Regions from separate parts of the Sus scrofa genome. Here all the other regions are linked to region 3. Evidence: chromatin contacts called from public HiChIP or PLAC-seq data. All regions are on one chromosome and are shown on one strand. Each heading gives the region's core, a stretch centred on a gene start, on an enhancer-like site or on the middle of the called end of the contact. The rest is flanking DNA. Distances are from core to core; before and after follow the strand shown. Region 1 overlaps CAMK2G (calcium/calmodulin dependent protein kinase II gamma). Region 2 overlaps VCL (vinculin). Region 3 overlaps LOC102160869 (atherin-like).

The links. HiChIP or PLAC-seq counts read pairs in DNA pulled down with a chosen protein or histone mark.
Region 1: a contact with region 3 is called in an H3K27ac HiChIP or PLAC-seq map of skeletal muscle. The contact joins two enhancer-like sites. A contact is called at or near these places in 3 of 47 Hi-C or Micro-C datasets (fibroblasts, skeletal muscle and subcutaneous adipose tissue) and 1 of 2 datasets of contacts at active chromatin or transcription factors (skeletal muscle).
Region 2: a contact with region 3 is called in an H3K27ac HiChIP or PLAC-seq map of skeletal muscle. The contact joins two enhancer-like sites. A contact is called at or near these places in 1 of 47 Hi-C or Micro-C datasets (fibroblasts) and 2 of 2 datasets of contacts at active chromatin or transcription factors (alveolar macrophages and skeletal muscle).

Annotation. Positions count from the first base shown.
Region 1 is chr14:76,566,637-76,570,780 of Sscrofa11.1, forward strand. It overlaps CAMK2G (calcium/calmodulin dependent protein kinase II gamma), which reads right to left. Exons shown (of 21, transcript NM_214193.1): 6 at 2,008-2,080; 7 at 1,760-1,862; 8 at 1,246-1,329; 9 at 716-810. Among named protein-coding and RNA genes, the nearest start is that of CAMK2G, 24 kb to the right of the region's middle. Within about 2 kb of position 1,930, at least 24 of the 83 cell types and tissues checked have an H3K27ac peak or open chromatin away from gene starts, as enhancers often do. A contact at or near this core is called in skeletal muscle and subcutaneous adipose tissue, where this site is marked.
Region 2 is chr14:76,736,983-76,741,078 of Sscrofa11.1, forward strand. It overlaps VCL (vinculin), which reads left to right. Exons shown (of 21, transcript NM_213934.1): 2 at 1,123-1,193. Among named protein-coding and RNA genes, the nearest start is that of VCL, 39 kb to the left of the region's middle. Within about 2 kb of position 1,954, at least 1 of the 83 cell types and tissues checked has an H3K27ac peak or open chromatin away from gene starts, as enhancers often do. A contact at or near this core is called in skeletal muscle, where this site is marked.
Region 3 is chr14:76,670,168-76,674,012 of Sscrofa11.1, forward strand. All of the region lies in intron 1 of LOC102160869 (atherin-like), which reads right to left. Among named protein-coding and RNA genes, the nearest start is that of VCL, 28 kb to the right of the region's middle. Within about 2 kb of position 1,459, at least 51 of the 83 cell types and tissues checked have an H3K27ac peak or open chromatin away from gene starts, as enhancers often do. A contact at or near this core is called in skeletal muscle and subcutaneous adipose tissue, where this site is marked.

The sequences.
Region 1 (4,144 bases), core at 680-3,179, 100 kb before region 3:
CTGGGATACTCGCTGCTACCTAAAGCTGCCTGGCAGGGAGTGGGACGAGCCCCGGGGTACTCAAGGACCTGGGTCAACTTAAAGACCGGGAAAAGAAAACACAACAATCATGATTAGAACGCCAGACTCCAATACCTTCCAGTTCAACCCCATCTCTCTACTAGGAGGAAAATACACAGTGGCTCAACGCTCTGCTCAAAGCTCCACGACAGTGGAGCTGCCAGACTTCTGGTCCCTAGTCATGCACCACACCATAGGGCCACACTGTTCTCTGCAAATAACAGACCAAAGGGATTCAGTGGATGTCGTGATTTTACAGCTACCAAAAGTGGCTGTGCAAAAAAGTTGCTCCCTGGGACAGGTGGTGGCAAGAAGGGAGACCTAGGAGTTCCCACTGTGGTGCAATGGGATCGGCAGCATATCTGGAGCCCTGGGACGCATATCTGGAGCCCTGGGATGCAGATTCAATCCCTGGCCCAGCAGAGTGGGTTAGGGATCCAATGCTGCTGCAGCTGTGGGGTAGGTCACAACTGCAGCTCGATCCGATCCCTGGCCCAGGAACTCCATATGCCGCAGGGCGGCAAAAAACAAAAACAAAAACCAAAAGAAAACCACAAAGGAGACCTATATGCCCATCCCTGGGTCCTCAAAGTCCCCTGACACTCCCTGTACCCTATGGACAGAGTCAGAGGAGCGGGAACAAACTGGTCCTTACGTCATAGGCTCCAGCCTTGATCTGTTGATACAGCTTATGCTGATCCTCATCCCAAAAGGGAGGGTAGCCCACCAGGAGGATATACAGGATGACCCCTATAAGACAGAACACAGGTCACTGCGGTCGATCACCAGCTTTGCTGAGGAACTAAAAAAAGCCACACAGGGCTCAGAGCCACCCAGAAAGTCAAGGGCCATACCAGAGGGAGAAGTGGATGCCAGTCAATAATGCTGGGCCACCAGCACCCCCTGCTATGTACTTCATTCCCCATGTCACAAAGCCACATTAGGGATTTCTTTAGGCACAACCCACCCTCTCAGGCACGGGCAAATCCCTCTTCAAGAAGAATGCAACACCATCTAGGAAGCACTTGGGAAGGAGGGTATCCCGGGGCACTAGAGCAAACACCGTAGTTTCACATCCACCAGACACTCCTGGGACCCGCAAGGAAGAGCAATGCCTCTTTCTTGCCATCGCTGGAAGACGAGGGCTCTTAACACCAAAAAGCTGAGCATGTGGAATGGGCTTACCGCAGGCCCAGATATCCACAGGTTTTCCATAGGGATCTTTCCTCAAGACCTCAGGGGACAAGTAACCTGGGGTGCCAGCAAAACCTGTAGCGGAAGAGAGAGCGGAGGCACACTGAACCCACTTTCTCTCTCATTAAATCCACGTCAGTGATTTCCCCCAAGTCCTTTCTCACTTCTGCTGCTTTTGCTACATAAGCTCTCGGTCTGTGGGTAGCAGGAGATGACAGGCCGGGCTTCTTGCAGTGCCCAGAATCTAAATCAGAGGGCAAGTCTCCGTGTGTCTACCAGCAACTCCCATCCTCCCCAGAGGCAGCAAGAACGCAGTGCTGACAGCAGCTAGATTCACTGTACTGAGTCACGTAGGGCCAGGGGGGGCTCTGCACCCTCCCCTCCTCCAGTCTCTGGGGAGGCCAGGACCATTAAGGGTCTGGCTTCTAGTTCTCAAAGAGGAAGGCAGATCAGGAAGAGGAGGAAGGGCGGGGGCCGCATTCCAGGAAGACAGGGTCACTCTTACCAAACCAAGCCTGTTGCTCTCCCTGTACTTCGATGGCTAGGCCAAAATCAGCTAGCTTGACGGCGGCACCCTTGCATTTACTCGCCAGCAGCAGGTTCTCAGGCTGTATAAGGAAGAGAGAGAACCCTGTGAGGCACCCACGCCGCAGCCCATAGGGAGCCTAATTTGGGCCCCGGCAATACTACCGCCTGGCACCAGGTGGCGCCAAGGCTTCACAAGCAAGAGGCAAAAGGGAACCTGGGTCGTACCTTCAGGTCCCGGTGGACGATGTCATGCTGGTGGATGTGGTTAACACTCTCCAGAATCTGATGTATACAGTGGCTGGAAAAGAAGAGGAAAGGACAGTGCAAGGTGAAACCATCCTTGACCACATGCTGTGGACCAAAGCACTGAACTCTAGGTCACAGATTCACAGAGAATCACTGAATGAGAAACTAGAACCTTGGACTTTGGATACCATCTGTTCAAACTATTTTACAGAAGAAGAAACCAAGGCCCAAGCTGATTAAGTGGTTTGTCCAGGGTCTCCTACTAGATAATAGCAGTGGATAGCCTAGAAGAGGGTTCAGCATGCCTCCTTAGAATGTAAAGGCCCAACATATCATTTGTTTCCAAGAAACTGGGGGACACCTCAGGCTACTGAGAAAGAGACCATCCAACCCCTTCCTTCTTTCTCTTTGACCTTCTCTGTTCTTAGAGAAGAGGCCTGTGGTAGCACCTTAGGAAGGACAGTCCAACTAAGCCTAATTGTTTTGGGGGTGGGTATAAAAATCATTTATTTAAGCATTTATCAGGTACCTATAGGCTTTGTGCTGGGGACATCAGCTATAAAAATGACCCAGTGTCTGGCCTAAAGCTTACCATCCAGCAGGGGAGATAAAATGAGGACACAGGTCCTATCAATAGTCAATGTACTTAAGGGGGTTCCAACAGGCACCTGAGGAACATTTCTGATAACAATTTTGCAAACAAAAGGATAAATTAACCTAAAGTCACATTTAGCTGCTGATTCTTCCTTTTTTTTTTTTTTTTGGTCTTTTTAGGGCTACGCCCACAGCATATGGAAGTTTCCAGGCTAGGGGTCAAATTGGAGCTGTAGCTGCCGGCCTATGCCAAAGCCACAGCCACGCAGGATCCGGGCTGCATCTGCAACCTACACCACAGCTCACGGCAATGCCAGATCCTTAACCCACTGAGCGAGGCCAGGGAGCGAACCTGCATCCTCATGGATGCTAGTCAGATTCATTTCCACTGAGCCACAACGGGAACTCCCTAGCTGCTGATTCTTCAATCAGGCTGTCCACCTTCCAAACCATCCTGTCACACTTGCAGGCAAACTCCTGGAGGGGTGTGCTGGCAGTCTAGAATACTAGTGAGAACTAGGGGACAATTCTGGCCCCCAGGGCAATTCGGGTAATGCCTGGAGACACTGCTGGTTATCACTACTGAGAGGAAGGGTGCAACCGGTATCAAGCAGGTAGAGGCCAGGGATGCTTCTAAACCTACAATGCACAGGTGGGACACTCACAACAAAAATTTATCTGGCCCCAAGTGTAAGTAGTGCTGAGACTGAGGAGCCTCGGCCTGAGGAACAGAGCCGGTTCTACCAAGTGTGTGGAGTGGGTGCTGGGCTGGTGACCTGGACTTATTACTCCTTCTCTCTAAAATCTGATGCTAGGGCTTCCACAAGAGCCAAGAGGTCTTGCTGGGCTCCTAAAGGCTGAGGTTTGGGCCTCTCTATAGGACATGGCCCAGGAACAGGGCAAAGAGACTTTAAGACTGAGCTGAAGAGGCGAGTCTCCACAGAAATGTATAATTAGAACAGAGCCAAGCTAGCAGGGAGAGCCTTCTGGCCAAAAATGGCAAAAGTGCGAACTGTCCCAGCAGAGCCAGGCCAAGCCCACTGGTACAGTCACCCGCCCCGGCTCTCCCTCCTCCCCGCCAGGCTCCCTGCACTATCACCGCCTCTTCCCGCCCCAGAGCCTGGTCCTCCCCTGCTGGCACTGGAATTCATCTCCCACTTGAGAATTTTTCCCGAGGCTGAAGCATCTGAAGTTGATCAGCAAACATTGGCCTCTCAGGGTTGAGAAATCTGTGAGGAAGCTGTGCTCCCCCACCCTGCGAGCAGCCAGAGCTGCCACATCTGCCTGAGAAGCTGCAGGCAGGAGAGACCAAGATCAGGTTGTAAGGACATCACCCTTGGAGAAAACTCGGGCCCGGGGGAGGAGCCGAGGAGGGAAAGGCAGCCCAAACAAGCGCCCAAGAGCTGTGGAGTGGGAGGAATTCTGCTGTGTCACATGAAGGAGCTGCCAGGGCCTCCTGGAGGACTGGGGGCTGAGGGGTGTGGCCAAGGAATGGTCCTCCAGCCTGAGAGGCCCCGAATGG
Region 2 (4,096 bases), core at 704-3,203, 67 kb after region 3:
GACGGGAACTCCTAGATAAGGAGTTTTTAAATGTGTCTTAACACAGGCTAGCCAATGATTTTCCAAAGAAAATGTATCAGTTTACATTGCCACCAGCAAGGTGTAAAACTATTTGTTCCATTGTAGCATTTAGCATTTTCTTTCTTTTTTTTTTTCCCATTTTCGGCTACACCTGTGGCATATGGAAGTTCCTGGGTCAGGGATCAAATCAGAGCTGCATCTGTGACCCATGCCACAGCTGCAGCAACACATCCTTAACCCTCTGTGCCAGGCCAGGGATCGAATCCATGCCTCCACAGAGACAAGCTGGGTTTAACCCACTGTGCCACAGCAGGAACTCCATATATTATTTCATTTTAAGTTGTCCTACAATTAGGGAGAACATCATGTTGATTGCTAGTTATTGTTTTCATATATTTGTAGTTTCTAGTTTCAGTTACAATTGTTTCACAAATTTTCTCAGTTTCAATAACATCAGTTTACTTCTGAGTAGACGTCTTGAGCTACCTAACTGGATTCAGGTATTTCATATAATCTACAGATACAGCAGTTTGTCATTAAACATAAATATAGGAGTTTCTTCTGTTGTGGCTTAGTGGGTTAAGAACCTGACATAGCGTCTGTGAGGATGCAGATTCAGTCCCTGGCTTCACTGGTGTTGCTGCAAGTTGTGGCATAGGTCGCAGATATGGCTCGGATCTTGTGTTGCTGTGGCTGTGGTGTAGGTCTACTTGTGATTTGAGCCCTAGCCTGGAAACTTCTGTATGCTGTAGATGTGGCCATTTAAAAACAAACAAACAAATAAACAGAAAAAAACTGTAAACACACATGTATATATTCTCAGTGTTGGATTTCTTTTGTTTTCTCACTGCTCAATGATTCCTTCAAATTACTCTTGAGAAGTTTCTTGTATTATGTTTGTAGTCGATATTGTTATCCAACTGTATTATGGAAGCATTTATGGGAGCAGTCTTGATAATTTCGAAACATCCAGAAATTATCGTTGAATCTAGAAACTTCAGTGATATATTATATGTAATGTTTACATTTCAAATATATTTAAGCAATAGTTTTAAAAGTCTGAGAATTTATATTTAAATTGTGAATTGTTTTTCCATGTAGGTTGGAAAAGAGACTGTTCAAACCACTGAGGATCAGATTTTGAAGAGAGATATGCCACCAGCATTTATTAAGTAAGTAATTAAAACATTTTTCTAATGCTAAACAGAATAATTCTCTTGTTAGGAAAGAAAAGTACTGATTGTAGGAGCGATTTTTTTTTTTTTAAATAAAAAGCTCTGTTTACAGATAAAATTTCACTTTTCATCTTTCTACATTCAGGTTTACTATTGTTGATTTTATTCATTGGTGTTAGGCATTTCTGACATAATTTTTAGTCAGACTATGACTTCTAAATTTTGTTATTTAGAATGGAAAGAATTCAGAAACATTCTAACCTTAGCATGCATAAATCTGGATTGTATACTAAATACCTTTGATGGGAGATAACAAGAGATACAAGCTTTAAAAATATATATGGCAATGTATTTCAGTAGAATTTTAAATTTGTTATACTTACATATCACTTAATACTCCTACAAGTAATTTCTAGATATTTTGGCCTATCCTATGTAAAGCAAGCAGAGATACTGACTTTTGATTAAAGCTTCTCATGTTTGTGATTACACTGTCTTTGGTTAATGACTTTGTTCTTTATGGCAGTCAAGTCCTAAGTAAAAGTAAAGGCTGATGCATAAGGAAAAAAAAAAGTAGAACCTCTACAAGTCAATAGAATAAGTTTATTCAGTTTTTTAAAAAAAGGCAAAGGATTTGAATAGGCACTTTAGAAGAGAGGAAATCCAAATGGCCAATAAACCTATGAGCAGGTGCTCTATCTCCTTAGTCATCAGAGAAGTACAAATTGTTCTATTATAAGCTCCTAAATTAAGAAGTCCAGTAATGTCAGTTGCTGATGAGGATGTGGAGCAACTGGAACTGCCATACACTGCTGTTGGGAATGTAGCTTGGTACAGCACTTTGGGAAACAGTTTGGCATTAGCAAAGCGGAAGATAGGCAATTTCACCACCTCCCCTCTATGTTCCCTGGAGAAACTTATGCCCATGTACACTAGGATCCATATTAAAAAATGCTGATATCCACAAATAAACCTATCTACAGAACAGAAACAGAGACATGGAGAACAGACTTGTGGTTGCCAAAGTGGACGGGGTGGGAGTGGGATGGACTGGGAGTTTAGGGTGAGTAGATACAGCCTATTACATTTAGAATGAATAAGCAACAAGGTCCTACTATATATAGCCCAGGGAACTATATCTAGTCTCTTATGATAGACTGTGATGGAAGATAATATAAGAAAAAGGATGGGTCACTTTGCTGTACAGCAGAAATTGACACAATATTGTAAATCAACTATATTTAATTAAAAATAAAAAAATAAAATGTACTCACTTAAAAAAAAAAAACCCAAAACCAAAAATACCGATATTGGCATTGTTCGCAATGATACCAGTGGTCTTTCTACAGTAGGAGGGATAAAAACAATCATGGTATACTCATAAATTGGAATATTAATTAGTAATAAAAAGGAATGAGAACTTTTCATTTAAAAATGATTAATTTTATGGATTAAAAGAATTAATGAATCTTGAAAGTAAGAAAGTGAATGATGGAGCCATAGATAGGTAGGTAGCTTCCATTTATTTAAAGTTCAAAACATGTAATAATAAACTATGCTGTTTAGGGATGCTTATATATAAGAAAAAGATAAAATGAATAAAGAAAAAATGAACACAAAAGTCTGGATAGTGGTGTTTTTGGAAGGAAGGAAAAGGGCTATATCCAGGGAGAGGTATGGAGGAGCTCCTAATGTTGTGTTTCTTTCTTTCTATTTTTTTTGTCTTTTGTCTTTTTAGGGCTGCATCGTTGGCATATGGAGGTTCCCAGGCAAGGGGTTGAATCAGAGCTATAGCTGCTGGCCTACACAACAGCCACAGCAACGTGGGATCTGAGCTGTGTCTGTAGCCTATACCACAGCTCACGGCAATGCCAGATCCTTAACCCACTGAGCAAGGCCAGGGATCGAACCTGAATCCTCATGGACACTAGTCAGGTTTATTAACCACTGAGCCATGACGGGAACTTTGTAATGTTCTATTTCTTTATTTAACTGTTGAGGTACATGAGTGGTTGTTTTATAATTATTCATTATATTATACATATGTTTTTTGCAATTTTCTGTATGTATGTTATATATCACGATTTAAAATAAAGTGAGAAGTGTTCCTTTATTTTTATCCTCCTTCTGTTCTATTATTTTCATTGAGCAGATGCAAAATTTCACCCATAATGATGTCTTCTTATTTCTAACTTACTTGAGTGGGTGCTTCTACAGAAGTATGTTTCTGTTAATTCTGCAAAATGTTCATGTGTCAGGAAGTAAGGTACCAGAAGCATCTGGTTTTGTAGAGTCTGTTTTATGGCAGTATCTTTTTTTTGTTTGTTTTGTTTTTTTTTTTTTTTTGTCTTTTTGTCTTTTGTTGTTGTTGCTATTTCTTGGGCCGCTCCCGCGGCATATGGAGGTTCCCAGGCTAGGGGTTGAATTGGAGCTGTAGCCACCGGCCTACGCCAGAGCCACAGCAACGCGGGATCCGAGCCGCGTCTGCAACCTACACCACAGCTCACAGCAACGCCGGATCGTTAACCCACTGAGCAAGGGCAGGGATCGAACCCGCAACCTCATGGTTCCTAGTCGGATTCGTTAACCACTGTGCCACGACGGGAACTCCGGCAGTAGCTTTTTAAACTGCCTTTCATGGACTTGGTGGCCTCTGGTGTTTCTTCCAGCTCTAACTAGTATGTAGCCACTTTGTTTATGTGCCATTTCATCAGCATGGTAATATTAAGAGTCCCATGCTGTCAGTTAAACATGTTATAATTAAACTTGCATTTATTGTACATTATTAACATAGCTCTAACTTGTACCCATTTGCCCCTCACTCCCCTGGGTGGCTCAGAGCACAATGAGATAGAGTTGAGGGACTTTCACCATCAGGGGGAAGCTGGACTAGATGACCC
Region 3 (3,845 bases), core at 209-2,708:
GAAGGAAACCACAGCTCTTAAATACCTACACTAGAGCAGAGACCAAGGATCCCAGAAGAATCTGCCCCTTAGAGAACAACTGGAGAGAGTTAATTGAATGCCTACTGTGTGCTTGGCATGACACTCCCAGTAAGACATCTGAGCCTTTCAGACACCAGCAGAGAGCTTGGGACTTGGCCAATGTTCCTGGGGCTAGAGCTTTTTAAGGGTAAGAGAAATCTGGATCAATTACAGTGGGTGACTCATTCTCCCTCTTCCTAGAATCCTAACCAACCCCAGACTTTATTATACTACAATCAAGTTAAGATGAACGCCATGCACATGTTTGTAAAGAAAAGCCTGGAAAGACAAAAGGAGGGCTACCTTTGAGTCCTGGTGTGGGGTTGAGCTCTCTTTCCCCTTTGTACTTTTTAAAGCAGCATAGGTAATACTTAAGCACATGGCCTTCAGAGAACAAACACTTAGGTTTTAGCCTCAGCCTTGGCTTGTACTAGCTATGTGACTGTGAGCAAGTTACCTCACCTATATGAACTTTAATCTTATCTGTAAATGGAAATGAAAATAAACCTACTTCATAGGGATATTATGACGTTTGAAAGAAACGATGCATGTTAATGATGTCTCATGCAGAAAAAACATTCCATAAATGGGAGCTGTTATTGTTATATTTCTATACTGTTTGATTTCTTTTTTTAAACAAGCGCTTTTTTTTTTTTTTTTTTTTGGCTGTGCCCACAACATGCAAAAGTTCCAGGCCAGGCCACAGCAGTAACAGCCAAACCAACCCACTGAGCCACCAGGAAACTCCCAAACACATATTTTTTAAATGAAAACTATAAAGTTTTTTTCCCTTCCTTCCTTCCTTCCTTCCTCCCTCCCTCTCTCTCTCTTTCTTTTCTTTCTTTCTTCTTAGGCTACACCTGTGGCATATGGAAGTTCACAGGCTAGGGGCTGAATCAGAGTTGCTGGCCTATACCACAGTCACAGCAATGTCAGATCCCAGCCGCATCAGGTTGCAGCAATGCCAGATCCTTATTAATCCACTGAGCAAAGCCAGGGATCAAACCCACATCCTCATGGATACTAGTCGGGTTCTTAATCCGGTGAGCCACAAGGCTCCTAAAGAGGTCCATCTCTAAGGGGCCAACCTTTTAGGGTAGTGCTCACAGACAGCCTGTCAGAACCAGGAGATGCACCTCTTTAGTCCCCGAAGCTCGGGATTCATTTTACTTTTAATAAGACATTCACTGCTGTGATATCACGGAGATAACTCTAGACAAGGGTCAGTCCTTAGGGGTGGTAGCCTCTCTCCCCTTTCCCGAGGCTTTTCCTTTTTCTTTAAGTGGATGCTAGCTCTGGCTCGCCCCGCCTGGCCCAGAGCTCAGCACACACCGTGGGTTTGCCTTTGGTCACACTGAGCCTGCCTCCTGCGGCCACGGCACACATTCTCCCATATTTGGGAGTAAGCCGGAGACTTGGCGGCATGTGGGTTTCTGTTTAAAATTCCAAAGCCAGCGGGGCGTATATTATCCATTTCCTCAAATCCAACAAGCTGTAAAGCATGAGTCAGAGTCGGATAAGCTTCTTCCCAGGGGAAGTGGTGTCAGTTGGTTAGTGGATGTAATTAAACAAGGATAATATTCACTGGCATTAGCTGCAGATTAATGCAGAGAAAAACAAAATCTCCATCTTGAGTTTACACTATTCCTGCCAAGATAAGACAGCTTCCCCAAGTGTCACTCATCAGAGAAGGCAGGCCCAACCTTCATGCAATTTGAGGGGTACAGAAGATGCCTCGATCAACACTCTCCTTCCATGTAAATAAATAATGCAGATATTAGGACCTGTGAGGAGAGAGATGTATATTCTGATTATTTTTTGTTTTTGTGGGGGGGAGTTACATGCTAGCAAATATCAATCAAGGGTTATTTTATCTGATTTAATCCATCATCACTCAGGGCCAGGTGGTAGAAAGCAGACTCTGGTGGAATGAAACAAGGGACAGATAAGATTTGATAAGCACTGGGGATGACAGCTAGTTTATTGTGCTTCACATATCAATGGGTCCTTTGGGAGGTCCCTCCAGGTACCTGGAAGTAACACTAAGGCCCTGAGCTCCAGAAGAGTACCAAGAGGGAAGTTAGAAAATGAGCAGTGGGTCTAGAGAACATCAGAAAGTTATGGGTTTGACAGCATATTTTAGCCCTTTTCTCAATCTTGGAAACCATAAAATAGAAAGTCAATTCTGTAAAGGCCAATGGAAGTCATTTAGTCCAACCCCTCTTCAGAGAAGAGCAAAATGAGGACTACTCAGAGAGGTTAATTAATTTGCCCAAGTGCCCCAGCAAGTTGGTGGCAGAGCTGAGATGTAAGTTTCTTCTTATCTTTCTACCAAAGTGTTCCCAGGCAGTTTCTTGGAATGACAGGAGGCAACACCCATGCTGACCTCACTGGCCCACCCTGCAAATATCTGCTTGGTCCTGCCTTTTCAAATATAACCTCTACTCGAGGTGTGAGTAGTGATGCTAAACCATGTCTGAAAAAGTATAGACTCAGGTCCCTCTCAGCTTTGACAGCATAAATAAACAATTTCAAAATGTATTTTTTTCTTAACTCCAGTTTTAAAAAAAAAAGTGTGTTAAATTTCGTATAACTGAGATCAAAAGTTTATTGTTAGCTAGAACAGCTTCTGGAGTGAAAGAAAAAGGGATTCATGAGTCTTCTTTTAACTCCTTGATGAAGCCTCCCCACCACAAGCCCCTCTCCCCCACCATCCACCTGAAAAAGCAGTTAGAGATATACTTGATCCTTTTGGCATTTCTCATGTTTTAGTGTTTCCAAGCGTCCCTTCAGATGCAGGTCAAAGCATTTTGTTTTTCTTAAAAGTGAGATTGTATTCTTTTTGCCCAAAGAAGATGGAAAAGACTTTTCCATATAAGGAAGTTTTGCTGGAGTGTGTGTATGTGTGTGTGTGTGTGTGTGTTCCAGGCAGCAGCAGTTGCTTGATTCTTAACTTAGTCAAATACGGTAGCTCCAAAACCAGGGAAGCATTTAGGGATTCATTAACACTACTGTACAGCTGAACCACTGAGGGTCGGGGGTGCTGTCAGCAAGTGGTTGTGGCAACCAGGGACATGAAAAAAAAATTTATAGAGAAGGCAAAGTTTGGTTTTGGCACAGCCTTGCTCTCCACACTCCCTCCATCCCAGCCCCAGAGTCCTGTGAGTGCCTGCTCTCTCTTCAGAATAGAAAAAGGAGACTGTGATTCTTTGGAAGCAGATAGGTTTGAGTTAAAATCCTAGCTCTTCATATACATTCTTTGTGACCTTTAGTAATTTACTTAACTCTTAAAGCCTTTTTCCTTTCTTTTAATTTTTTTGGCCACGCCCACGGTATGCGGAAGTTCCTGGGTCCAGGATGGAACATGCACCATAGTAGTAACCAGAGCTACAGCAGTGATAGTCCCAGGTCCTTAACCTGCTGAACCACCAGGGGACTCCCCTTTCTTTTAAAGTAAAAATAATAGTGCTTATCTTATGGAGCTGTTATGAGGAGTAAATGATCTAATAAATGTAATGTATGTAGTATGTTCTGTTTTTTGTTTTACAGCCATGCCCACAGCATGTGGAAGTTTCCAGGCCAGGGATTGTAGTGTGTTCTAAATTCCTCTTTTTAGGTTCTAAAATTACAGTTGACCCTTGAATAACATGGGGATTAGGGTCACTGACCCTCCATGCAGTAAAAAAACTGGGTGTAGGAAATCCTGCTGTGGTGCAACAGTATCAGTGGTGTCTCTCTAGTGCCAGGATGCAGGTTTGATTCCTGACCCAGCCCAGTGGGTTAAA